Linked DNA regions of Mus musculus: regions 1, 2, 3 and 5 are each linked to region 4. Evidence: chromatin contacts called from public promoter capture Hi-C data. All regions are on one chromosome and are shown on one strand. Each heading gives the region's core, a stretch centred on a gene start, on an enhancer-like site or on the middle of the called end of the contact. The rest is flanking DNA. Distances are from core to core; before and after follow the strand shown. Region 1 overlaps Lmbrd2 (LMBR1 domain containing 2). Region 2 holds the start of Capsl (calcyphosine-like). Region 3 overlaps Ugt3a1 (UDP glycosyltransferases 3 family, polypeptide A1). Region 4 holds the start of Dnajc21 (DnaJ heat shock protein family (Hsp40) member C21). Region 5 has its middle 68 kb from the start of Ugt3a1.

The links. Promoter capture Hi-C pulls out the DNA fragments that hold promoters and counts their contacts.
Region 1: a contact with region 4 is called in a promoter capture Hi-C map of hippocampal neurons, with 8 times the contacts expected there. The contact joins the enhancer-like site here to the promoter of Dnajc21 in region 4. A contact is called at or near these places in 9 of 39 promoter capture datasets (the 3T3-L1 cell line, 3T3-L1-derived adipocytes, the C10 cell line and 4 more), 1 of 484 Hi-C or Micro-C datasets (cortical neurons), 3 of 115 datasets of contacts at active chromatin or transcription factors (astrocytes and embryonic stem cells) and 1 of 9 other capture datasets (adipose tissue).
Region 2: a contact with region 4 is called in a promoter capture Hi-C map of pre-B cells. The contact joins the promoter of Capsl here to the promoter of Dnajc21 in region 4. A contact is called at or near these places in 11 of 39 promoter capture datasets (the 3T3-L1 cell line, 3T3-L1-derived adipocytes, the C10 cell line and 6 more) and 2 of 9 other capture datasets (embryonic stem cells and macrophages).
Region 3: a promoter capture Hi-C map of liver shows a contact between it and region 4, with 2.2 times the contacts expected there. The contact joins the enhancer-like site here to the promoter of Dnajc21 in region 4. A contact is called at or near these places in 4 of 39 promoter capture datasets (hippocampal neurons, liver and pre-B cells) and 2 of 115 datasets of contacts at active chromatin or transcription factors (the SCID.adh cell line and large pre-B cells).
Region 5: a promoter capture Hi-C map of embryonic stem cells shows a contact between it and region 4, with 5 times the contacts expected there. The contact joins the enhancer-like site here to the promoter of Dnajc21 in region 4. A contact is called at or near these places in 10 of 39 promoter capture datasets (the 3T3-L1 cell line, 3T3-L1-derived adipocytes, the C10 cell line and 5 more), 8 of 115 datasets of contacts at active chromatin or transcription factors (astrocytes, differentiating embryonic stem cells, embryonic stem cells and 4 more) and 2 of 9 other capture datasets (liver and macrophages).

Annotation. Positions count from the first base shown.
Region 1 is chr15:9,181,797-9,186,970 of GRCm38.p6, forward strand. Lmbrd2 (LMBR1 domain containing 2) reads left to right here. Exons shown (of 18, transcript NM_177178.3): 14 at 689-792; 15 at 2,114-2,160; 16 at 4,800-4,905. Among named protein-coding and RNA genes, the nearest start is that of Lmbrd2, 44 kb to the left of the region's middle. Within about 2 kb of position 3,160, at least 7 of the 459 cell types and tissues checked have an H3K27ac peak or open chromatin away from gene starts, as enhancers often do.
Region 2 is chr15:9,433,751-9,438,885 of GRCm38.p6, forward strand. Capsl (calcyphosine-like) reads left to right here and starts at 2,278. Exons shown (of 5, transcript NM_029341.1): 1 at 2,278-2,417.
Region 3 is chr15:9,302,348-9,307,457 of GRCm38.p6, forward strand. It overlaps Ugt3a1 (UDP glycosyltransferases 3 family, polypeptide A1), which reads left to right. Exons shown (of 7, transcript NM_207216.2): 4 at 3,728-4,262. Among named protein-coding and RNA genes, the nearest start is that of Ugt3a1, 25 kb to the left of the region's middle. Within about 2 kb of position 3,809, at least 2 of the 459 cell types and tissues checked have an H3K27ac peak or open chromatin away from gene starts, as enhancers often do. A contact at or near this core is called in liver, where this site is marked.
Region 4 is chr15:10,469,095-10,474,810 of GRCm38.p6, forward strand. It overlaps Dnajc21 (DnaJ heat shock protein family (Hsp40) member C21), which reads right to left and starts at 1,422. Exons shown (of 12, transcript NM_030046.2): 1 at 1,171-1,422. The coding sequence starts at 1,267. It overlaps Brix1 (BRX1, biogenesis of ribosomes), which reads right to left. Exons shown (of 10, transcript NM_026396.3): 10 at 5,685-5,716.
Region 5 is chr15:9,209,455-9,214,587 of GRCm38.p6, forward strand. No RefSeq gene overlaps it. Among named protein-coding and RNA genes, the nearest start is that of Ugt3a1, 68 kb to the right of the region's middle. Within about 2 kb of position 3,812, at least 7 of the 459 cell types and tissues checked have an H3K27ac peak or open chromatin away from gene starts, as enhancers often do. A contact at or near this core is called in embryonic stem cells, where this site is marked.

The sequences.
Region 1 (5,174 bases), core at 1,910-4,409, 1.3 Mb before region 4:
GAGGCTGAGGGGGGAGGTTCACGCTGAGTGTGAGGCCCGCCTATTCTAATACAGTGCTAATACAGAATTCTAGGACAGCCTGAACTTCAGTGACACCAGCTCTCAGAAACCAAAAGATTGTCTAAACAAGAAATCCCTACACGTACAGATGCTGATTTTATTAATTATTTTACTCATCCACTGTGTAGCCTTTGCTGTCTTCTGCCTCTAGAGGGCTGGGATTAAAGGTGTGTGTCACCACTGCCCATGGAAATGCTGATTTTATATGCATACTTCAGTATTAAAACTACTCTGAATATTTAAAAAGAACACATTGATTTTGTTACAGCCATCATGTAGCAATACAGGAATCCTACTCTACTGAGAAATGCAACATAACATTTGATTGTTTTGTTTTTAGACAAAGTTTCACTGTAACCTAGGCTGGCCTCAAACCCATGACAGTTCTGCCTCAGGCTCCCAGATACTGGGATGATAGGCATGATGCTTCATATGCATCTGGATGTAAGCGCTGGAAAAAGAAAGAGAAATAAGGACCTTGTGCGGAGTGGCGAGCTGCGTTGCTATGCAGTTTGGCATTCTAATACTGAGTCATGGTTTCTCTGGGGCTGACAGTGGTAAAGAACAATTTATCAAAATATTTACAAAATGAAATAATACTTATTGTTTTGAAATTTGCTTTTATTAGTTTGGGCACCCGTTGTTTGAATCTGCTTGGTTTCCAGCAGTTCATGGGAGATAATGATATGACATCAGATCTAGTTGATGAAGGAAAAGAATTAATCAGACGAGGTAAGATTTGTTATCCTAAAATAAATAAAAGGGCAATTTTAAGTGCTAAGACTCAAACACAAAATGAGTGAGTGCAAAATTTGTATATGATTTTATTCTACCTTAGGTGGTTTAACCTAAAAAACCCATATGTCCTGTTTTCTTCACAAAATATTTGAAAATATAATGTAAGGTTTATTGTGAGGAAATTCTGTAGCATCCATTAGTAGTGAATCTGCACTAGATAATAAGCATTTGATTTATGGTCTTGGACTTTGTGTTAATCATCCTTCTGACGATGTGACAAAATAACTGGGATAGCTTGCAAGGAGGAAAGACAGCTTACTTCAACATTTAAGTGATTTCAATCTATTGTTACTTCCCTTTTGACCAGCATAGTGTATCATGGCAGAGAGCAAGCCAGTTTATCACATAGAATCAATGAGAGACACAGGAAGGGGCTATGGTCCCAGTAGTATCTTCAGTCTACCCCAGTGATTTAGTGATTTAGCTTCCTTCCCCTTGGCCCTGCCTTCCCAAGGCTCCAGTACCTACCAAAGGAAGTACAGGCTGCACAGCCTTTGGCCAGAACTTTAAGGAAAATACAACATCCAAGCCACAGTAGATTGGTTTGTCTTTGTTTTGAAGCATATTTGCCAAGTACTGTGCAACTATAAAGCTAATTAACTTAAAGATTTGATAGTTTGCCGCTATGTGCAATATCATTCAAACTGTTTTTCTCTTGGAATAAATGATCATTGATAAGAGAATGAAAGTACTATTAAAATACATAGAGCTTTCCTAAAGCCTATTCACAAAGAACATGTCTTATGTTTTCTTTTGTTCACGTGCTGGTAGGATGAGTGAAAGCCTTGATTTGGGGACATTGCTTCTTCGTCTCCAGAATCCAGCCTTCACATGCTCTCTGAAGAAGTAGTGTCTCTTTGGTGTGATAATTCTGTATTTGGCATAGAAACCCCTTCCTAATATTGATAAGAATGGTAAGCTGGAAGATACTGAGAGAATGGCTGTCATAACTTGTAGACTCTATCTTAAGGGAAGCATTGCACATACATCCAAAGAGCTTATATGAGAGCAGAATTGTACAGAAAGTATAAACTTAGAAGAAAAGTCCAAAAGAGAGTAGAAGCTACAGAAAAACTCATCTCAGATCACCAAAAGGAAGAACATTTTTTCACTAAAGGTAGACGGGCTCCAAAGTTATCTGTAGTAAAACAGGGATTTGTAGTAGATTGTAGATACTGTATGCTCTTGCTTTGGTTACTCTATTTCTAATGAAACCATGTTATACTAAATTTGAGGCCATTTTTCTTGTCTTTAGAGAAAAGAAAAAGGCAAAGACAAGAGGAAGGTGAAAATAGAAGAAGAGTAAGTATAATAGTTTATTAAATTGCTACTAATCATGAAATATCTTGGAAACACCATGAGAATCTTACTTGGAGTATATAGTTACAGATGAGAAAAAGTAGGTAAAGGGCATAGGATTTTCTTTTCCCTTTGATGTGGATGAGTGTTTGCCTGAGTGTATGACTTTGTACCAGGTGTACTGGTGTACTGGTGCCTAGAGTATGCGGAAGTGCACTTGGGTCTCCTGGAACTGAATTACAGATGACCAGGAATGCAACCCAGGTCACTTGGAGGAGCAGCAGGTACTCTTAACCACTAAGCCGTATCCCAGCCCTGGGCATATTTTTAAAAAAGGGAACATTTTTTAAGGCTTTTACATACACGTAGCGTGCTAGGTATCCTGTCAGATTGGGTCCAATATCCATCAGGTCGCTGAGTAAACTATATATACAGTGACTGAGTAAATTTATGCAGCCTTATTGATAATGTAAATTAGGTTGCTTTAAAATCATTATGCTTTTTCTAATATGACATGTGTATTTTCATCTTTAATTTCTCTTTAGTGCTCCATTTTCTGAGGCAAATCTTTTCTTTGAGAAAGTGGGAAAAAATGAAAGAAAAGAAAATCTACTCACAATTTCTTTAACTATTTAATGTTGATGTATGTAACTGTAATTCAGGGTCAGGGTTTCTTCTTCCCTTTTGCTCCCAAATAATTGCAGAGTGTTTCTATGCCTACTCTTTTGAAACAATATCTATTTATTTTGAGACAGAGTCTCTCACTAGAGAGCCTGGAACTTGCTACGTAGCCCAAGATGGCCTAACACTTACTCGAGATCTACTTGTCTCTGTGCTGGGTTTAGCTCCCGAATGAATGACACAGAGACCTGGTGTTTTTTATTAGCAAGCTGCAAGCACTAAGCTGGGTGTGGTTCTGAGTAATTCTTCTCCAGTCATGCTGTCTACTTCCCAGCCCTGTGGTCCTTTGCCTGCATCTGAGTCTTGCCCTGGTTCGCTTAGGTCCGCCTGTGTCCTCATGGCTGCTCTCCCATTGTGACCTCATGGCAAATCCTGGTCCATCTACATGGTCTCTCCACCTTTCTTCTCTCCCTCTCTCTCCTCTCCTTCTTCTGGCCCCCTTTTCCCTGAGACCCCCCCCCCCCGCTCCCCCCCTCCCCCACAAACTGGGATCAGAAGTAGGGCACTGTTCTCTTCTCTTCTGCCCAACTAATTGGCTGATCAGCTCTTTATTAAGCAATCATTGGTAATGGGAAACAATGTTTGCTTAACATTTAGACTAGAGATGCTTGACCATGCCTATGTCCAGACTATAACCAGATGTTTGGGCATAGAGATCAGCATCTCAATACACAGTGCACAAAACCATCCCCCAACAGATATATTTATCCTGAAAAGTACTTAAAAGGAGATGTCATAGTTGTCAGTGTATTCTACCATATGCCGTATAAAAAGGAGACTTGTATATTTGGTATGGTAGGTAGCACATGCCTTAATCCCAGCACAGAGACAAGTAGATCTCAGTGAGTGCTAGCTATTCTGGACTACATAGCAAGATCCAGGCCTACTAGAGAGACTTTCTCAAAATGAACATTTTTAAAGGATAGATATGTTTTTTATTTCCCAGTTAGAACCAAAAGTAGACATTACTAGAAATAAATTTCACCTTCTATTAGGACAGTTCTTCTCAACCTGTGGGGGTTGAACAGTTCTTTCACAGGGGCTACATATTTTGTATTAAAATTTATAACAGTAGTAAAATTACAGTTTTGAAGTAGCAATGAAAAGAATTTTAAGGGAGGGGATTACCACAATATGAGGAACTGTGTTGAAGGGTCTTAGCATTAGGAAGGTTAAGAACCACTGTTTTAGAACTTTTAACTTTAGGCTGGAGAGATGGCTCAGTGGTTAAGAGCACTGACTGCTCTTCCAGAGGTCCTGAGTTCAATTCCCAGCAACCACATGGTGGCTCACAACCATCTGTAATGGGATCTGATGCTCTCTTCTGGTGTGTCTGAAGAGAACAATGGTGTATTCATATTCATACAATAAATAAATAAATCTTTTTTAAAAATTAACTTCTACAATTTACCAGAATTGTAATAGACTTGACTACATACACATTAAAAAAAAAAAGTATTCAAAATTCCCAAAGTGCCTGGCATGAATGAATGGCTTGTATAAAACATGGAATAGGTGCTCTCAAATGACCATTTCAGTTAGGTATAAGGTATAGAATGTTAGTTAATGAGGTCATACTGTCTTCCATGGTAACTCATAAGTTTCTGTGAGTCATAGTCTTACATACATCTTTAGTTACCAAAAGTGACTTATCAGATCTCCTGTATTTATAGCTTGCTCAAGTAAAAGAAGGTTTTTAACATCTTATATCTTTTATATGGTTAGGGTAAGCTTGCTATTATTATATTTTTTTGAAGTTTTAGTTAGAATAATAAATAATACAATCATAGCCAGCAAAATGTTTTTGTTAAAAATTAAAGGTGATAAAAATTGATTTTAAAGATACTATTAAAATTATACTGACTTCTAATGAATTTCTGATGAAAAATGGTTATAGTACTTTGCATCTAGACTATTGACAGTATAACAGTTGCTATATTTCGATTGGGGTTCTGCTCTAGGAGTGGAAAGAACGTTATGGACACAACAGAGAGGATTCCACTCGGAACAGAAACGTCCATCCTGACCCCAAAGAGTCAAATTTCTCAGACACGACTACCAACTGGTGTAAGTACCGTATTTCCTAGTATGCTTAGGAATTACTTTTAAATGTTTGCACTGTATAGAACTGAAACCATAGCATCTGGCATCACGAACATCTCTACACTGACTTCCTTTATCATTGTCTAGTGTGTAAAAGGAAAAGGAAATGGTGTATCAGGTAAGTAGTTGTGTTATTTCCAAGGTGTGTGCTAGGGAGGTAATTATTTCTACAATTTACCTTCATGTTTTTCGTCCTTTTCTACTAGTTGATGTAGGTTATTCATTTATCTTTA
Region 2 (5,135 bases), core at 1,028-3,527, 1.0 Mb before region 4:
ATGTGAATGAATTTTTTTTTTTCTTGAGAGAAATCAGTGTTAAAGCGCATGGGCAATTGAAAACTTTGGAGAAATGATTTTTGATAAAACTGTGATATGGAAGATTTATTTCTTGATGTCTGAGAAATTAAAATCAGGAAATAAAAGAAATTACAGTTTATCTACTCATTGGAATAACAGCTATGTGAAAAATGGAATAAATCAGAGATTAATAAGTTGGTACAGAATGAAGTTCAATATTGTTAACTAAAATGGTACAAAGAGAAGTAATAAATATAGAATGTCCTGTTTTTTCAACATAGTAGGAGTTAAAAAACGATGAACAATATGTGTTTATTAATAAAAATTATATAAAACACACACGAGGAAATGCTGTGAGGTTCATTTGCAGTGCATGGATGAAGCTATTATAGTTCAGATTACACACAGCCTCTGGATGTGTAGCTGTGCTAATATTTTATATACAGAACATATTAAAATAGAAAAAATGGTTGAGTGTTTAAAATAAAACATATATGGAAAAGATCGTACTTCTCTTCAGCATTTTTATAACCATGAAAAACATAAAAATGAAAATCTATCATGACAGTTGAGAGATTTTTATTTAGTTTTTAGATTTTCAGATGGAAGAGAAATATATTACAAATGACCTTGCAATGCATTATCTGTATTTCATAGTGGTGCAGATTATCATTTGAGAATGTATTAACTTGGCATAGGATTGAGAAAATGAGTAAATAATTTGGAAATGTTGAGAGGTTTCATAGCTACTAAAAAGAGAATCAGAAATGTGGTTTGAAAAGAGCAGTAGCATTACTGTATGGGCTTAAGAGCTGATCAAGAATTCATAATTTTATTTGATAAAGATAGGAAGAGCTCAACACAGAGGTACAGAGAAGTGATTTTTATAATCACAGTTAACCTGTTTATTCTCTAGATCTGACCAAATACACACACACACACACACACACATCCCAAACAAACAAACAAACCCAGCAGTCTTTTATTAGCAAGGAGTGGGCCTAGGCACCATATTCTAATCTCTAAATAGGATTTCCCATGAGGAGCTATGATGCCTTGGGAAACTGTGATTGGAAGAACCCATTTCCTGCACTCTAGTCCAGACCCTTCTGTCTACCTGACTTCACTCCACCCTAATCACATCCAACTTCTAGACCCATCCTTTCTTCTGCTCAGGGCCAAACTATTTGCTGATGATACATCCTGGGAGAGGAGAACGATTGTCTTCAGCCATATATCCACTGGTGACCTCACCAGGCTCCAATGGATGGTTCCAATCCAATGATTACACAGCCCTCCTTAAACTAAATCGGACCAAAACAAGACAGAGAGGCATGAATCTGGAAGTGAGAAGCATACTGAATCCCTGCCCGTGTCCGCACTTTCCCTTAATTTGTTAAATACCATGCCCTACTGGAAGGAGACTTGGAAAGAGACTAAGGGAAGTTTTGAGGCAAGTGATTATTAATGTTGAATAAATCTCATTTGATGTTTATGTCAAATCTCAGAAATTATACTGTTCATTTGAATGATATTAAAAATCAACTACCACACTTGTCTGAGTAAAATGTGTAACAGGAAGTGGACCAGAGGCCTTTCTAGAAAGTTCTGTTCCTAGTTTTTTGGATGACTCCAGGGTAGATGGAGCCTGGGGATGGGAGTGTGGTAGGCCGTTGGATGTTACAGATACTCAGGGTAGAAAATGTGGCTTAATTTACTCCCAAAGCAAACAACAAGCCTGCTTTTGCTCTGGCAAACATATTGCTAAGAACAAGTGTGGAGCTAATAGAGAACAAAGGGTAAAGTTACAGAAGCTAAAACACCGTGGGGAAAGGTATCTTCTTAGTGTGTGAATGTAGAATTTAAAAAACGAGGGCATTGCCTATAATTGCTGCTACTTGCTCCTAAGGGTTGTGGTTTCCTGATTCACCTGGCAATAAGTCACCAGGGAGACAGCCTTGTAGAGTCAGAAGGGAGCCGCCTGAAGCAAGTATGGCAATTTATCAAGCATTTCCTTTTAAAACGTGGGATACCAGTTTTGATGCTGTTTTAGAAACCAAACAATTGCCAGTAGAACTTCCGCCTACCATTTCTTCCAGAACAAACAGCTTGTTGGGTTTTCACAGTCACTGGGATTTCCTAGGTAACGAGGAGTGTAAACTTGAGAAAAGGCAGAACCAGCATATGAATGACAGCGAGCGGAGCCAATCAGAGCATGACTTTGCTTCAGCGTTCCCAGGCTATCCAATTAGAACTGAAAGCCTTGAAAGGCCAGGACAGCAAAGGAAGACAGGTAAGAGGGAGACACAGGACCATGGGAGGAGACTAGAGTCCCCAGGGCCAGAAGTCCAGAGTTTCACCGTGAAGCAGCCTGCGGCTACAGACGAGCATTTCAGGTAATTCAATGCTTTCATTTGTTTAATTCACTGTCACTGTTTTTGTTTCATTTTTAAGATGAGGATCTCTTATCTAAAAAGAAAAGTTAAAAGTCAGTGAGAATGCATGTCCTGACGAAGCCATCCCTAGACTCTCAGTGCACAAAGAGCACAGCTGGTCCCCAGGTGTAGACTTTTGGAATAGATGCTTAGACAAAAATCAATTTCATTTAGCAAAGGCAAAAGAGATAACACTTTCAGAGTGGTGCCTATTTGCTGGGTCATTGGATGAGAAGTTTCTTTGATGACTTGCAGTAACTATCCCGATGGCCACAGACAAAACAGAGCTTAGAATTCTGTCTCCAACTCACAAAATGATCAACAGATTTAGCATTATTCCCATTTATTCTGTGAGATAAGTTTGTACTGATTATACCACATCCTGTGAATCCATGACAGATGCAGGATAAAAATTTAGAGTTTTTAATTTAGCGTTTTTTTTTTGTTGTTGTTGTTACTTGAGAATTGAATACATTAGTACTATATTTATTTAATATCTACCCTCCACTCTCCACTCTTTAAATTCATGGCCTCTTCTTTTTTAATTCTCTCCCTTCTCCCCCCTCTCTGTTTCACACACACGCACACATACACACACACAGGCACGCACACACACACACACACAGTGAGCTTATTTAGTGATGCCCATGAGTACATGCATGTAAGACTGACTGCTTCGTGTGAGATGCGTTATCCAGAAAGTCCTCCCTATAGAAAATGGATTCTCTCTGTCTCAGCAGCCATTGATTGACTGGAGCTCTTTTTTCTTATGATTAAAAAAACAGAAAACCAAAAATCACTTCTTTGAGATCATAACTGTATTATGCCCCCATCCCTTAACCTCTCCAATCCTTCCCATATGCCCTCTTTGCTCTGTTTAAAATTGGCCATGTGTTTCTTTTTTTTTTTTCATTTTTTATTAGGTATTTAGCTCATTTACATTTCCAATGCTATACCAAAAGTCCCCCATACCGACCCACCCCCACTCCCCTACCCGCCCACTCCCCCTTTTTGGCCCTGGCGTTCCCCTGTACTGGGGCATATAAAGTTTGCAAGTCCAATGGGCCTCTCTTTCCAGTGATGGCCGACTAGGCCATCTTTTGATACATATGCAGCTAGAGTCAAGAGCTCCGGGGTACTGGTTAGTTCAAAATGTTGATCCACCTATAGGGTTGAGATCCCTTTAGCTCCTTGGGTACTTTCTCTAGCTCCTCCATTGGGAGCCCTGTGATCCATCCATTAGTTGACTGTGGGCATCCACTTATGTGTTTGCTAGGCCCCGGCATAGTCTCACAAGAGACAGCTACATCTGGGTCCTTTCGATAAAATCTTGCTAGTGTATGCAATGGTGTCAGCGTTTGGATGCTGATTATGGGGTGGATCCCTGGATAAGGCAGTCTCTACATGGTCCATCCTTTCATCTCAGCTCCAAACTTTGTCTCTGTAACTCCTTCCAAGGGTGTTTTGTTCCCACTTCTAAGGAGGGGCATAGTGTCCACACTTCAGTCTTCATTTTTCTTGAGTTTCATGTGTTTAGGAAATTGTATCTTATATCTTGGGTAGCCTAGGTTTTGGGCTAATATCCACTTATCAGTGAGTACATATTATGTGAGTTCCTTTGTGAATGTGTTACCTCACTCAGGATGATGCCCTCCAGGTCCATCCATTTGGCTAGGAATTTCATAAATTCATTCTTTTTAATAGCTGAGTAGTACTCCATTGTGTAGATGTACCACATTTTCTGTATCCATTCCTCTGTTGAGGGGCATCTGGGTTCTTTCCAGCTTCTGGCTATTATAAATAAGGCTGCTATGAACATAGTGGAGCATGTGTCCTTCTTACCAGTTGGGGCATCTTCTGGATATATGCCCAGGAGAGGTATTGCTGGATCCTCCGGTAGTACTATGTCCAATTTTCTGAGGAACCGCCAGACTGATTTCCAGAGTGGTTGTACAAGCCTGCAATCCCACCAACAATGGAGGAGTGTTCCTCTTTCTCCACATCCTCGCCAGCATCTGCTGTCACCTGAATTTTTGATCTTAGCCATTCTGACTGGTGTGAGGTGGAATCTCAGGGTTGTTTTGATTTGCATTTCCCTGATGATTAAGGATGTTGAACATTTTTTCAGGTGCTTCTCTGCCATTCGGTATTCCTCAGGTGAGAATTCTTTGTTCAGTTCTGAGCCCCATTTTTTAATGGGGTTGTTTGATTTTCTGAAGTCCACCTTCTTGAGTTCTTTATATATGTTGGATATTAGTCCCCTATCTGATTTAGGATAGGTAAAGATCCTTTCCCAATCTGTTGGTGGTCTCTTTGTCTTATTGACGGTGTCTTTTGCCTTGCAGAAACTTTGGAGTTTCATTAGGTCCCATTTGTCAATTCTCGATCTTACAGCACAAGCCATTGCTGTTCTGTTCAGGAATTTTTCCCCTGTGCCCATATCTTCAAGGCTTTTCCCCACTTTCTCCTCGATAAGTTTCAGTGTCTCTGGTTTTATGTGAAGTTCTTTGAGCCATTTAGATTTGACCTTAGTACAAGGAGATAAGTATGGATCGATTCGCATTCTTCTACATGATAACAACCAGTTGTGCCAGCACCAATTGTTGAAAATGCTGTCTTTCTTCCACTGGATGGTTTTAGCTCCCTTGTCGAAATCAAGTGACCATAGGTGTGTGGGTT
Region 3 (5,110 bases), core at 2,559-5,058, 1.2 Mb before region 4:
TCAGTAGGATCAATATCACAATCTTCAGTGAAAATTTGAGCCAATAAGAGTTAGACATTCTAATAGTAAGCTTCCAGTCACACATATTTTACATTAAAATTTTAAGCTAGCATGCACAGTAATATGTTTTGATTTGTGCGTGTGTGATTATTCTTTGTGGTACCTTGCCCTCTTCCTCCCCAGCTCTCTTTCATGACACCTGCATCTCTCTTGATATCCACCCCCCAGTGTTCTATCATTGCTTCCTTTCTAATTCCATGATCAAAAAATGAAAACAACACACACACACACACATACACACATACACACACACACACACACACACACACACACACACACACACACACACACACATGTTTATATTTAGGTTTCACATACAAAAGACAAAAATCATTAGGTTTATATATTGTTTTTTTTAATTGTTTAAGTTTTAGGCAGAAAGCTGAAACATGTTCAGCCTAGTTCCAATATTATCATTGGGATGAATGTTCTCTTTATGGGACAAAACATCCAAGCTAAGATACAGAGGATTAAAGGAAATAACTTTATCAGTGAGGACTTTATTAGCTGTATTTATGCTGTTTACACAGATTGCCAGGGGAACAATACTATGACTCAAAAACTGATTATATAACATGAGTTTAATATCATTATACACCTGCATTTGGTGACTGATGCTCCAAGATCTAATGATGACTTCCAAGACAGAAGAAATCAAACTCATATTGATGATGAATGGGAATTAAATCCTTAGAGGAAATCTTATGGAAGTGGGTGCATTTTAGGAAGCAGAAATACCTACACCAGAATGATTAAAGCTGAAGGTTTTGTTGAACAGCTGTAATTCAGATGGAAGGCTGATGCTACATGGTCACCTAGAATTCTCTCTCTCTCTCTCTCTCTCTCTCTCTCTCTCTCTCTCTCTCTCTCTCTCTCTGTCTCTTTCTCTGTGTCTCTGTCTCTCTCTGTGTCTCTGTCTCTCTCTGTGTCTCTTTCTCTGTGTCTCTGCCTCTATCTCTGTCTCTCTCTCTCTCTCTCTCTCTCTCTCTCTCTCTCTCTCTCTCTCTCATAAGAAAAGATTACTAAGAAGTAAAGAAATATTTCCATGTAGGAGGGAGGGGCCTGGAAATGACTTTCTTTTCTTTTCTTTTTAATTGGGTATTTTCTTTATTTACATTTCAAATGTTATCTCCTTCCCCAGTTTCCCTCCCTCTCAGAAACACTCTATCACATCCTCCCTCACCCTGCTTCTATGAGGGTGTTCATCCACCCACATACCCACTGCCATCTCCCTGCCCTCGATTCCCATATACTGGAGCATCTATCTGGCCTTCATAAGACCAAGGACCTCTCCTCCCATTGATGCCTGACAAGGCCATCCTCTGCTCCATATGCATCTAGAGCCATGTGCACTCCTTTGTTGATGGCTTAGTCCCTTGGAGTTCTGGGGAATCTGGTTGGTTAATATTGTTGTTCTTCCTATCGGGTTGCAAACCTCTTTGACTTTTTCAGTCCCTTCTCTAACTCCTCTATTGGGGACCCCAAACTCAGTTCAATGGCTGGTTGTGAACATCTGCATCTGTATTTGTAAGGCTCTGGCAGGGACTCTCAGGAGACAACCATATCAAGCTCCTTTCAGCATTCACTTCTTGGCATCCATAATGATGTCTGGGTTTAGTAACTGTATATGGGATGAATACCCAGGTGGGACAGTCTCTGGGTGGCCTTTCCTTTAGTCTCTGCTCTACACTTTATCTCTATATTTGCTCCAGTGAGTATTTTGTTCTACTTCTAAGAAGGACCAAAGCATCCACACTTTGGTCTTCCTTCTTATTGAGCTTCATGTGCTCTGTGAATTGTATTCTGGTTATTTGGAGCTTTTGGGTTCATTCTACTTATTAGTGAGTGTATACCATATGTGTTCTTTTGTAATCAGGTGTTGGAAACAAAATAAAAAGAGGGGGGGGGCCCTGTGGCCCTGGAGAAGAATGGAAGGAAAAAGATGCCCGCACCCCGCCAGAGTTTCCCTATTCTCTGGTCAGTCAGGTGTGGGGAGGCTACTATCTACCCTATCCACTCATCCCTGGGTGGGCATTTCTCTATCCTACTCATCAGGGAGTGGTCAAGGGGCAGCCCTGCCTGGAGACCCCTGCCCCTGGAGCTACTTGGCTAAAGCCACCAGGGTTGTGGGAGACAGGGAAGAGGGAAGAAGTTCCTAACACTGACCAGAGTGCGCTGTGGAACTTGAAGGAGCAGAGCAGAGACTCTATGGTTTAAGAGCTTTATTGTAGAAATGCAGGGGAAAGAGAGAAGGTAGAAAGGAGGAAGAGAGAGAGAGAGAGAGAGAGAGAGAGAGAGAGAGAGAGAGAGAAGAGAAGAGAGGAAAGAAGAAGACAAAGAGAAAGGGAAGAGGAGAGAGAAGTGAGAGAAGAGAGAGGTGAGAGGACAAAGGAACAGGAGAGCAAGGTGCAGGCTGAGCACCCCTTTTTATGGTCGTCACTGTTGCTAGGTAACTGGGGAGGAGTTTAGCCTGAAGGTCAGAAGCTTGGGCCATTGCTTATGTGACTACTAACCATGTTTCTCTTGTGGGGGCTGTGGGAGGTGGTACCTTAGGCAGGGGGTGGAATTCCAGGAGCATGAGGGAACGCCTACCGTGTAATGAAGGTGAATTATGATCATCGGGGTTCAGACCTCAGCTCGACTGGATACCAGCCTGCAATCACAATCAGGTTACCTCACTCAGGATGATATTTTTTAGTTCTATCCATTTGCTTAAGAATTTCATGAATTCATCATTTTAATAGCTGAGTAATACTCCATTGTGTAAATGTACCACATTTTCTGTATCCATTCCTCTGATGTAGGACATCTGGGTTCTTTCCAGATCCTGGCAATTATAAATAATGATACTGTGAACATATTGGAGCATGTATCCTTATTACATGTTCGAGCATCTTTTGGATATATGACCAGGAATGGTATAGCTGGGTCCTCATGTAGAACCATGTCCAATATTCTGAGGAACTGCCAAACCGATTTCCAGAGTGGTTGTACCAGCTTGCAATCCCACCAGCAATGGAGGAATGTGGAAATGACTTTCTTTGTGTCTGCTTGCTTTTAATTAAAAACCATATTTTGTGAAAAGCAATATGGTTTCCATAGAAACTAAAACTAATGATTTTCTATCTTTAAACAGAATAAAAGAAAAAAGTCAGGCTACAGAGCCTCTTTCCTTAAAATATATTAGAAATCATTTTTCTCTAAGTGAGTCACAATTTTATTTAGCCTGGTACTGCTGGCCTCAAAGTCACAATCCTAAGCCTACCTTAAACTCTTGATCCTCCTGTCTCCATTCCCAGAGTGCTGGAATTATAGGCTTGTATTTGTCTAGCTGCAGAATATTTTCTTTTCTGTTTTTAAATTTTCATTATTTAAATGCATTTTATATATCAAACACATTAATAATATTAAATGTTTTGAGACTCAAATAATACATAAGAAATTTGTTCAACTTTTATATTCATATCCTTTCATATCTTAAAAATATCATTAGTGAATATTTACTAATATCCATAACTAAGGATACTATATCTAATGTTGAATGCTAAATTGTATAAAAACATAGAAAATATTCTTTAGGAATTAAGCATAACATCATTCCAAATAGTGTGAAAAAGCTTCTCAAAATATGTTATGATTTATTTATTTATTTATTTATTTATTGCAGGTCCAAATATCACACCCTACTAAAGATTCATCAATACTTTGCGGACTTATGCAGTCACTTATTAAGCAGAAAGGACATCATGGAGTTATTACAAAAGGAGAACTTTGACCTAGTACTTCTTGATTCAATGGATCTCTGTTCTTTCCTGATTGTTGAAAAGCTTGGGAAACGATTTGTGTCCTTTCTTCCCTTTCAATTTAGCTATATGGACTTTGGGTTACCAAACGCCCCCTTGTCATATGCTCCAGTGTATGGTTCTGGTCTAACTGACCAAATGGACTTTTGGGGCCGAGTGAAGAACATTCTGATGTTCTTTCATTTCACCAAGAAGCGAAGGGACATCTTTTCTCAATATGGCAATACTGTCCAGGAGCATTTTGCGGAAGGCTCTCAGCCAGTGTTGTCTGACCTTCTACTGAAAGCTGAGCTGTGGTTTGTCAACTCTGACTTTGCCTTGGATTTTGCTCGTCCCCTGTTTCCCAACACAGTCTATGTGGGAGGTTTACTGGACAAACCTGTTCAGCCAATACCCCAAGTAAGTGACACATTAGCTCTCACTTTATATTTCATTCATAGACCTTCAGTACGCAGGTGGAGGTTGTCACTTGTCAGAGATGTCCTGAAAGGAAGTGCCTCAAGGTAAGGGAGATATTTGCAGCCTACACTATTAGGGCTGTGTAAGTACAGTGTCAGAATGCCCCATGCTGATATTGAAGACCTGGTTATATGCTAAGAAGTATGAGTTGGTTTTGTCCCTCTTTTGGTAGAATGACTCTTTTAGTTAGTGTTGATATTTCCAATTGAATTTTGATTACACACACACACACACAGAGAGAGATTAAATGCAGCAAATGTCTGTACATTTTGTATTTGTTACAGAGCCACACTTTTCATGATGAAACATATACCTCTTTCAGAAGGCATGTATCTAGATAGAACTTAGCAGGAGTGGCATCAAGAACTGTGTCTGTTATTCTGTGTCCCCAGTCTATGAGCCCTTTATACTTCATTCAGCTATTGTAAACCATTAAAGTTGCCATCTAGTTTGCATGATCAATGCAGGCTCAAAATCACTACCACTGAAAAATTAAAAGTACAGAGCTTATAAATTTTGATTGGTTGTTACCTGTCACTATAGGATTGTTGTTTTGTAGAAATTATCTTCTATAATTCCCTGTCCCTTGCTGGGAGGAATGACCCCCTGAGTTTTTATACAGTGGTGGCCGAGTTGTTGAAATGATAAAGGTGATATTTCTCCTATTTTCATCTAAATGCACAGAGAGTACAGGTTTCTTCTGGTTCTACTGGGTACCAGAGTCCCTACTTTTCCTTGCACTGAGTGAGAAGAAGGGTTTGGGGAGTGATCACTGAATGATATATATT
Region 4 (5,716 bases), core at 172-2,671:
TAACAAGACTGAAGTCCCTGTTTTAGCATTTCAAAATGTACATATAGCCCGGCAGTGGTGGCACACGCCTTTAATCCCAGCACTTGGGAGGCAGAGGCAGGTGAATTTCTGAGTTCGAGGCCAGCCTGGTCTACAGAGTGAGTTCAAGGACAGCCAGGGCTACACAGAGAAACCCTGTCTCGAAAAACCAAAACCAAAACCAACAACAACAACAAAAAACCAGCTAAAAACAAAACAAAAAACCAAAATCTACATATTATACCCTCATGCATGTGACTTGCATCTTCTCGACAGGGATGAGAAAAACTGAGCTTCAACTTGTTTGCGTTATATGGCGTTTTTTCCTCCTTTAAACAAACAAACAAACACTCCAAACTTATTAGTCATTTATATGACTATCCATCTTCTGTAGACTCTGGTAAGAACAGCTTAAAGGTAAACCGAAACTATTCTTAAAACACAACTACAACAAAAAACAGGTAAACCAGTCACGAAGAAAAAAAAGTATGTAAAATCACCCATGCCTGATGGCAATGGACAGTAATCCCAAGTAATTGCATGTAATTTACTTGGTAAGGTGAGGCAGGACGATCACTCGTTCAAAGGCTACCTTGGCAACGTAGCGAGAGACCCCATCTCAAAAGTGATTCGTTAAAAAAAAAACCAGGGGCGGTGTTGTGGATGCTGGAGCGCCTGGCAGCAGGTGCGCGGCGCTGGCTTTAATTCCCAGTACCCAGAGAGGCGGGATTGAGCCTCGGGACTCCCAAACAGACGGGGTTCAACTCCGAAGTTTCGAAGCCTGGTAGATGAAGAGACTTCGCCAAAAGTCCCGCAGACCCGTTTCACAACCACAGCAACCATGCCGGGGAAGCAAACTCCTAAGGAACCTCGCCCAGGTCTCCCGCCGTGGCAAACTCGTGTCCCGTGCGGGGCCGGGTCTGCGGGAGCCTGGGCATTGGGAAGGCGGGCGCGAGCGGGCCTGTTTAAAAGCCTGTCCCCCGGCTGGCCGGGCGACGTGAGGGGCCGGCAGCCCGGCCGCAGGAGCCGGAGGCGGCTGAGCGCCGAGCCCGCTTCCCCTCGGCGGTGCGGGCAGGGCCCCGCCGTCCCCACGGCGTGCGCCCCGCCAGGCCCGGGGTCGGCCGGCTGGGTCCCCGCCCGCCGGTCACCTACCCGGGTGCCACCTCAGGGCCAGCTTCCGATAGGCCTTCTTGAGCTCCTCCTCGCTGGCGTCGCGCCGCACCCCCAGCGCCTCGTAGTGACACTTCATGGCGGGGCTGGACACCGGGCCGGGGCCCGGGGCGGGGCCGACGCCCGGGCCCGGGCAGAAGCCGCAGCGGCGGCGCTGGCTGTCCTCTCCTCCGGCGGGAGCCCGGCGCCAGCAGCCCGCCAGCCAGCGAGCCCGGCGGCGGCGGCGGCAGCGGCGCGGGGTGGCGGAGGCGCGCGGCGGTGGACGACGCGGGCTGCGGCACGCGGGCGCGCGGAGGGGGCGGCGCCGACAGCTCCGCATGGGCGGGGGCTGGGCTGGGTTCCGGGGGAGCGGCGCGCCGCGGAGGCGGGGCCTGGGCAGGGGAGGCTGGGCGGGGGAGCCACGCCGAGAGTCATTGTGAGGGACACAGTAGGCTGTTTGGGTGGCACTCCTAGCCGGCCTGAAGGCAGGGCAAGGTAGGCTTGATAAGGAAGTAGTTTGGGAAATACCTTCCGGACCTTCGGATTAGTTCTCTGCAGACGAGGCAACTGGAGCTTCAAGGAGTTAAGTGCTGAGTTTCAGCCAGAAGTTCGTGGTGGAAACACACCGGGATTTACCATCTTTTCAATTCTCTTCAGCTACCACTTCCTAGGATCTCTTAATTCCCCCCCCCCCCCATCTTGCCTGATAATGCATAATAAGGGACAGTAAATAAGGTCATTGCCTAAATCAGTTTTTAAAGCATCTTAAAGGTAGCGTACCAAAAGCCAGGCTAGGTGCCCGGTATGAAGAACACAGCTTTAATCCCAGCCTCCACCCAGGAGGCAGAGGCCAGTTTATTCAGGAATTCCGAACCACACCTTCAATTATCTGTGAATTCAAGGCCTGCTTGAATAATGAGTTAAATTCATGATCCTGTCTCTGCTTCCCAAGTGCTGGGCTTACTGGCCTCCACAGCCAGACTAGGTTCTTTTACACATATATTAAGCAGAAAATGTCCACATCATAACAAGTACTCTTCCTAAGAATAAGTCATAAAGAAACATCAACTAACCAGTGTTGTGAAATGTCTTAACATCCAGCCTTGCTAAGACAAGACCTTAAAAAGAAAAGAGGAGCTAGGCGGTGGTGGCACATGCCTTTAATCCCAGCACTTGGGTGGCAGAGGCAGGCAGATTTCTGAGTTCAAGGCCATCCTGGTCTACAAAGTGAGTTCCAGGACAGCCAGGGCTATACAGAGAAACCCTGTCTTGAAAAACAAAACAAAACAAAACAACAAAAAGTTTATATAAAGCATTTCCTCTCCTGAGAACTTTCCTTGATGAGGGTGGGGTGGGGTGGGGGTGGACACATTTTTTTTTTCTTCCTCCCTGTGTGCTTTTGTTTGCAAACTCTAGAAGACTGAGTTGCCTGACTAGAGATGATGTTTCATGCCTGTGATTGCCAGCAACTGGGAGACCAAAACAAAAATGATTGCCATGAGTTTAAAACCAGCTTTCTGATTTAAAAAAATAAAATAATTTTTAAATACATGTCTTTTTTTTTACAACCCGCAAAAACCTGTTCCTTTACATGGAAATATTTAATAAAAGTTAAGATATTTATATGACCTAAGAGAAACCTGAGTGCTGAATGACAGGTAGATAGATAGATAGATAGATAGATAGATAGATAGATAGATAGATGATAGATAAATGGACATGACTTCTCCTAGGTTTGGTGGAGGAGAAAGTTTATTGTGGAGATAAGGGAGAGCATAGGCAGAGTCCAGAGTGAGTGTGACCCTGAGCCACATAAGGAGAGGGGAGGGGGGAGGGGAGGCGTAGAGTAAGACCAGAAGCAGGTAACTGAAATGGCTGGGTTATACAGGGAAGAGCCTCAGGGGGAAGTGTAGCTCCTGGGCTGGAAAGTCCTTGGTAGAGGGTAAAGGACACTTTATGCCTATAACAGGTAGGAACTTAGGGATGCGGGGAGAACCTGAAGGCCAAGTCTGCTTTTGATATGGTGAGTTGGACGGACCTCTGCCTTTTGCCCCAATGTTTGAGACTTTACTAGCTTAACCAGCCATGTATCTCTCTTGAATCCTAACTTTCTGCTATTAGCTTAATTGGCTTGAGAATACAATCATGGGGTAGTATTTAGCCAACAGGTTTTGGGGGCTGGAGTAGTCTATATTACATACATGATGAGATGTCTGTACATTTATTCCAATCTATTAGATGTCAAAATGGTATCCTAAAGCCTATGAAAGCACATTAATAACTTTAAGATGGAATGTTTACATACATCAGGTAGCTGTGGGTTCTATTTAATAATATATAGCAAAGACATTCATTGATAGCATCTTCGGTACAGGGAGCAACTAAACAGATAAAGGTGACAGTCCTTTCCTTAATATCCTGCCCCCTACACAATCATAAAACCCAACTGAGCTTCAGCAGTTTCTCTACATATTAGATATCTAAGTCATTACTTAAATAGTTGCCTATTTTCTCCATCATTTGTTAAGGTGGTAACGGATAGGGCTGGAAAAGTTTGGGTTTGCAAGATACCTAGGATCTTCCTTCTCCTGAGAATGGATTAGGGGGTGGAGGATTTTCCCCTTCAGCCATGTGTACTTGTTTGTAAACTCTGCAAATTTCTTTACTGCTTTGGGGTGAAGGTCATCTATTTTGGCCCATTACAATGGATTGAAATACAGAGTTAAACTGGATGTTATTTCAGTCATCTTCCATTGGTTGGTTTTGAGACTATGTAGTCGAAATTGGTCTGGAACTTGCAGGTCTATAGTTGCAGCCAGTAGGTCTCTAGAGCTAGGTAGGATTACAGGCATGAGTCACCAAATTCTGTTAAAAAGGCATTTTAATTAAACATACTGATTTTGTATAAGTGATCTGTGAGTGAAAGGAATGCAATTTGGGGAATAAAAAACCCAAATTAAACTGTTAATTTAAAACTATGACTAGAGAAATTAAGAGGAGCCGTGCGTGGTGGCACACACCTTTGATCCCAGCACATGGGAGGCAGAGGCAGGCAGATTTCTGAGTTCAAGGCCAGCCTGGTCTACAGAGTGAGTTCCAGGACAGCCAGGGCTACACAGAGAAACCCTGTCTCGAAGAAAAAAAAAAACAGAAAAAAAAAAAAGAGAAATTAAGAGGAAAAAAAAATGCAAAAGGAAAATTGTGAAACTGGAAAATTCTACCAAAACCTCACAGTGCAGACATCTAAAAAATGAAGTTCATGTCTTTCAAAACTGGCAACTTTTTATAATAATTAATATGTAATAATATATAATATATTCTCTAATGAACTCTTCCTGATGTTTAACACCTTAGTCTCATTTTTCATTCAAGGCTTTATTCAACTGACTAAATAACCAATGGCCTTTTTTTTTTTTTTTTTTTGGTTTTTTCAAGACAGGGTTTCTCTGTGTAGCCCTGGCTGACCTGGAACTTGCTTTGTAGACCAGGTTGGCCTTGAACTCAGAAATCCGCCTGCCTCTGCCTCCGGAGTGCTGGGATCAAAGGTGTGTGCCATCACGCCCGGCTCTACCAATGGCCATTTTAATCTTCTGTATTTAACCAGCTATGGCCATGAGAAATTAGCCAGTTAAGTACTTCAGGTGAATCTCTGATCTGAATCACTTGCATAACTTAAATGACTTCAAGGAAAGGAGGTTTTTTTTTTTTTTTTTTTGGTTTTTCGATACAGGGTTTCTCTGTGTAGCCCTGGCTGTCCTGGAACTCACTTTACCAGGTTGACCTCGAACTCAGAAATCCACCTGCCTCTGCCTCCCATGAGCTGGGATTAAAGGTGTGCGCCAGCACCACCCGGCTCAAGTAGTCTTACTTAAACTATTTCAAGAAAAGTAGCACAAGTCTTCTCGAAGAGCAACCAGTGCTCTTAACCCGGAGCCATCTTTCCAGTCCCTACACACAAGTTTTAAGTGACTTCATGCTGGTCAACTTGACAAACTTGAGTCACTTGAGAACAATTGAGGAGGTATTTCTTTCAGACTGGCCTGTGGGCATGTCTACAGGGTATTTTGATCTCTAACCAATGTAGGAGGGACAAGGACCCCTGTAGGCAGCACCATCCTTAAGCAGGTAATTAGAAAAGCAGCTGAGCAAACCACTGATCTGTGTTCCACTGGATCTCTGCTTTATTCCCTGTTCCTATTTCCCTCAGTGGTGAGCCTGGAAGTGTAAATTATTTCCTCCCATTTCACATTGGGTAAGGAAGCTTATCACATCAACAGAAACCAAATGAGGACAAAATTAACTAGAAATTATATCTAGGGCCAGAAACTACATAAAACTAGAAATAAGTGAAAGAGAGCCCTACTGCAAGAAAACAGGATTAGTCTGATACCACTCCCAAAAATCCTAATCTCCCCTCAAAAATAGTATCTTTATTTTGCAACTGGTATTCTCATAGGCAAGACCACAAAAATATTGCTAAAAAAAAAACTTAGCCGAAAAAAAAAAAAGCCTTATTGCTAGAAAAAAACCTTGACCAGAGTTTTATTTA
Region 5 (5,133 bases), core at 2,562-5,061, 1.3 Mb before region 4:
ACATATCAATCCAGTCATTTACTCCAGAATTATTATTACTTATGAATCAGGACTCCAGCCTTTTGATTCTTTTTTTTAATTGAATATTTTCTTTATTTACATTTCTAATGTAAATAAATAAATAAATACCTATCCCATTCCCTCTCCCAATGCCTCCATGGAGACAGCAAACATACATGTTTTTTTTCCTTAAGGTTGCAAAAGAGTTCAGAAATCTGTCTGCCTTTGTTAAGCACAGATAATAAGCTAGTTGGGTGAAGACCTGCCCTGACATATCCATTTCCATCACACAGAGCCTGGGCCTAACTTTGCTCTGTCCTATGCTGATCCTGAACTCAGGAATCTGCCTTTGTAAGCATAAACAAAAAAACTTAGCTGGGTGGGCTCTCCTGCAATCACCACTCCCTAAATCTCTTTATCTCCTTCCTTAGTAATTTTCTAAGAATTTGGCTCACATCGCAGCTGAGTTTGTTCTTTAGATTCAAGAAGCCCCTCATAATTGATATTGCATCCTTATTTTTTTGCATAGTTGAAAAATTACATATTTTTGAACTCTTGTATTTAGAGTGCTATTTCATAGCCTTTAGGGTGGACTCGAAGGTCCCAGTGTTTACCATTTTGCTGAGACATAGACACACCCTCAACTCCTGGACTCATGCTGCTTCCATTATTACACAAACAAGCCTTATGCCCACCGCAGCCTTTGGCACTTGTGGAGGCTCACACCAATGCCCTATCCCAGGTGCAGGAACCATGTCACTCTGTCCCCACCAGGGCCACACCAGGCTAAGCAAGGAAGTCAGAGGTATGAGTTCACAGACTGTTCTCCCTACACAGGGCCAAAAGGCAGAGAGTTCAGTCACCTGGTATATTCATTGAAGAGCCTGTTGCATAGAAAACCCACTATGTGTCTTATCCATTTGTCTGAGTCTGGTACACTCATATGTAGCAAGTTACCTGCAATCATTTCATTATTTACAAATAGGCAGAAAGGAATGGCAGTAAACCTTAGGATTTGTTTTGAATCAATCATGGAACCTCCCAATGATGCTTGAGGAAGATGGAATGTCATGTCCCACTCACCCCATAACTGAAGAGCCCTGGAGGAAAGCAGCCTAGTCTGCTTCTATATTCTAGGGGCAGTGACACACTAGGCTAAAGCAGTGGAGGACATCTTGTCTCTAGGGAAGCAACTGTTTGAATCACTTGTTTGCTATCTCAAGATGTCATCTTCACAGTACTATGTTCAGCTAGTGCTGAGAAAACTATTCTAACAGATAGGATTGTTGGGAACCTTCTTGAGTTCTATATCTATATCTATATATATATATATTGGATATTAGTCCCCTATCTGATTTAGGATAGGTAAAGATCCTTTCCCAATCTGTTGGTGGCCTTTTTGTCTTATTGACGGTGTCTTTTGCCTTGCAGAAGCTTTGCAATTTTATGAGGTCCCATTTATCGATTCTCGATCTTACAGCACAAGCCATTGCTGTTCTATTCAGGAATTTTCCCCCTGTGCCCATATCTTCGAGGCTTTTTCCCACTTTCTCCTCTATAAGTTTCACTGTCTCTGGTTTTTATGTGGAGTTCCTTGATCCACTTAGATTTGATCTTAGTACAAGGAGATAGGAATGGATCAATTCACATTCTTATACATGATAACCACCAGTTGTGCCAGCACCATTTGTTGAAAATGCTGTCTTTTTTCCACTGGATGGTTTTAGCTCCCTTGTCAAAGATCAAGTGACCATAGGTGTGTAGGTTCATTTCTGGGTCTTCAATGTACCCCATTTTTAAATAGGGTTATTTGGTTCCCTGGATTCTACCTTCTTGAGTTCTTTGTATATTTTGGATATTAGTTCTCTACAGGACTCAACGGGCTCATGGATGAAGGGAATCTAATCAAAAACCCATCAAAGGCCTTCCACACCCGGACCATCGAGGTTAACCACCCTCCCAATACTATAACAGGAACGTCCTGGGATCAAAGCCATCCAGATGGCTAACGGCCCTCAAAAGAACATAATCAACGAAAAGCCAGCACAATAAGACACCTTCAGAGCACTGGTGCCCTGTCAGGAAAATGGTATAGCTGAGTCTTGAGGTAGAACTGTTTCCAGTTTTCCAAGAAACAGCCAAATTGATTTCCAAAGTGTTTGTAAATGTTTGAACTCCCACCAGCAATGGAGGGGTGTTCTCTTTGTTCCACATCTCACCAGCATGAGCTATTATTTGAATTTTTGATCATACCCATTCCAACTGGTGTAAGATGGAATCTCATAGTTGTTTTTGATTTGCATATCCCTGATGACTAAGGACTTTGAACATTTCTTTTAAGTGCTTCTTGACTGTTCCAATATATATATATATATAAAATTCCTCTGTCTAATGTAGGGTTTGTGAAGATCATTTCCCCATATATAGGCTGCTGTTTTGTTCTATTGACAGTGTCCTTTGCCTTACAGAAGCTTTTCAGTTTCATGATGTCCAATTTATCAATTGTTGATCTTAGAACCTGAGCCATTGGAATTCTGTTGAGGGAATTATCTCTTGCATCAAAGAATTCAAGGCTAATTACCACTTTCTGTTCTATTAGATTTACTGTATTCAGTTTTACCTTGAGGTCTTTGATCCACTTGGACTGAGTTTTCTGCAGGGTGATAGATATGAATCTCTTTTCATTTTTCTTCATGCCAACAACCAGTTAGACCAGTGCTAGCTGCTGACTCTGAGAGATACAGACACCCACAGCCAAACAGTGCATGGAGCTTGGGAATTCTTATGGAAGAGTTGAGGAAAGCATTGAGGGACTGAAGGGAATAGGAATGCCACAGGAAGACCAACAGAGTCAACTAACCCGGACTCTTGGGGCTCTCAGAGATGGAACCACCAACCAAGGAGCATACACAAGCTGAACCTAGGCTCCCTGCATATATGTACCAGATGTGAAGCTTAGTCTTCATGTGGGTCCCAACATGGAGCAGGAGCTATCCTTAAAGCTGTTGCCTGTCTGTGGTATATATTCTTCTAGCTGGGCTGCCTTGTCTAGCCTCAGTGGGAGAAGATGCACTTAGCCCTGTAGAGACTTGAAGTGCCAGGGTAGGAGGATACCTGGGGCGTGGGGGGGTGTACCTATTCAGAGGAGAAGGGAAGGGACAATGGAGGGAGGTATTGTGGGAGAGGGTAAATGGGAAGGGACACAATGATCTGAATGTGAAGTGAATAAAGAAAAGAAAAGCAATGGTGCTATGGTAATAATAAGAGAGAGAGAGGAAGAGAGAGAGACAGAGAGAGAGACAGAGAGAGAGAGAGAGAGAGAGAGAGAGAGAGAGAGAGAGAGAGAAGGGATCCTGAGACTGAGGTAGGTTGATGACAAGGAGACAACAAAGGCCACATGCCACAGACCCTCTTGGGTCCCTTGTCTGTGTAGGATGGGTCTCTAGTTGCAGATGGGCAAGGAGTTGTCGAATGACCGACAGATCAACACAGGAGATTGTGTAGAATCTGAATGTAATTTTTCAGGTCGAGCATCATACTTTTTATACAGAAGAATAACAATAAACCAGATGAGATACATCCACCGAGTTACAGTGACACAATACAAAAGGAATGTATACATCAAAAGAAGGTGGGGACCAGGTGCTGCTGTTAAGAAGGGAGCCAGGTGTAATGCTAGTCTATTGTTAAGCCCACCACCAGGGGTTCTTAGTAAATGCCTGATTTATGCTGTTTCCTTGGGCCACGTGAAGAAGCCTGTCTCAGGGGGATTCCCTAACTCTTTTATAGTGAACCCACCTGTTCGCTAGGCCATTGTGAAATTCCCTTGTCTGGGTAAGACTGGCTATTGTCTCAAGTAAACACTCTGCAGACCAGCCCTGAGCTATTCCAGCATCTGTTCTTTGTAATGTCTAATTAGTTTCACTGTCTCTACTAGAAGTAAATTTGAATGTTACTGAATAAGTAGCCTTCTCACTGAATTCCTACTGAATTCCCAGTTTGTCAGCTTCAAGGATTTTCTAGGATGTTGGAACACTGTTTAGCTATGTCAGAATTCAACCTTAAAAGGCACTTATAATAAGATAATACTAAAAGAGAGCACGTGGATCCATACACCAGACTAATGTGGGAATAGGGTGTGAGTATACGGGTTATGAGAACGCTAAAGTTCCAGGAGGTGAGTTTCCATGAAACTCTGCCTCGTGAGTGCTCCCAGGCCTCTCGGAGCAAACTTCACTGGAGTATGCATAGCATTCTCCCCCTTTCTTATTTCTCAGCCGAAGTTCCAAAATGTCCTGCCTCATCGTTGCTACAGACCTCAGGAGTGCTCTAAAGATGAGTGGAAACACAATGATTGCTAATAAAATAATGCCAATAATAATAACAAGTAGGATTATTTATTGAACCCAATCCAGGGGATTCAATGCACTTAGGTTATTTTTTAAATCTCTGGCCAATTCATCAATGTTCCAAGTGTCCAAATGACTTTTGCTAATATCTGAAATTTCTGCCTTTAACTGTTCCAAGTCATGAGAAATATCAGTATCTCTCCATACTCCCTGCAAATGAGCTTTAGTCTTTTCCCAATCAATGGTTGTATTATAAGGTAATGGGGTGACACAAATATATTGGAATGAAGCATGACATTTAGTAGCTAACCTAATCTTAATATTTGCAACATCTTGCCCTATTGCCAGCACTACTTCTTCTAGAGCGTTATCCTTTGCCTCCAATTTTTTATCTATAATATGCAGCTCTGACAAGGCTATGGAAATATTCTTATGTATATCATTAACAAAATGAGCAGTATGCAGTCACTGAACTAAGACTGTGGTAGATAATGCAAAAGAAGTTAAAATTGCAATTAAGGCAGTAATTCGTAAAATCAGAGCTGCAACAAATCTCTTAGGTCTAATAAGTTCGTTTAATCTTTTAAAAGTTTGCAATCCTGAATTCTCAAACCAAGGATCATTTCCTAACTCTACAGGCAGCAAAACATAAGCAGGTCTCTTTAGCAAAATCCTAACAGCAGATTCCTTATCTAAATTAAGATCTATACAATTAGTTAATTGACAAGAATTACAATGAATGTGAAAAGACTTGCCAAGATTGGTGATCTATCAAAACTTCCTA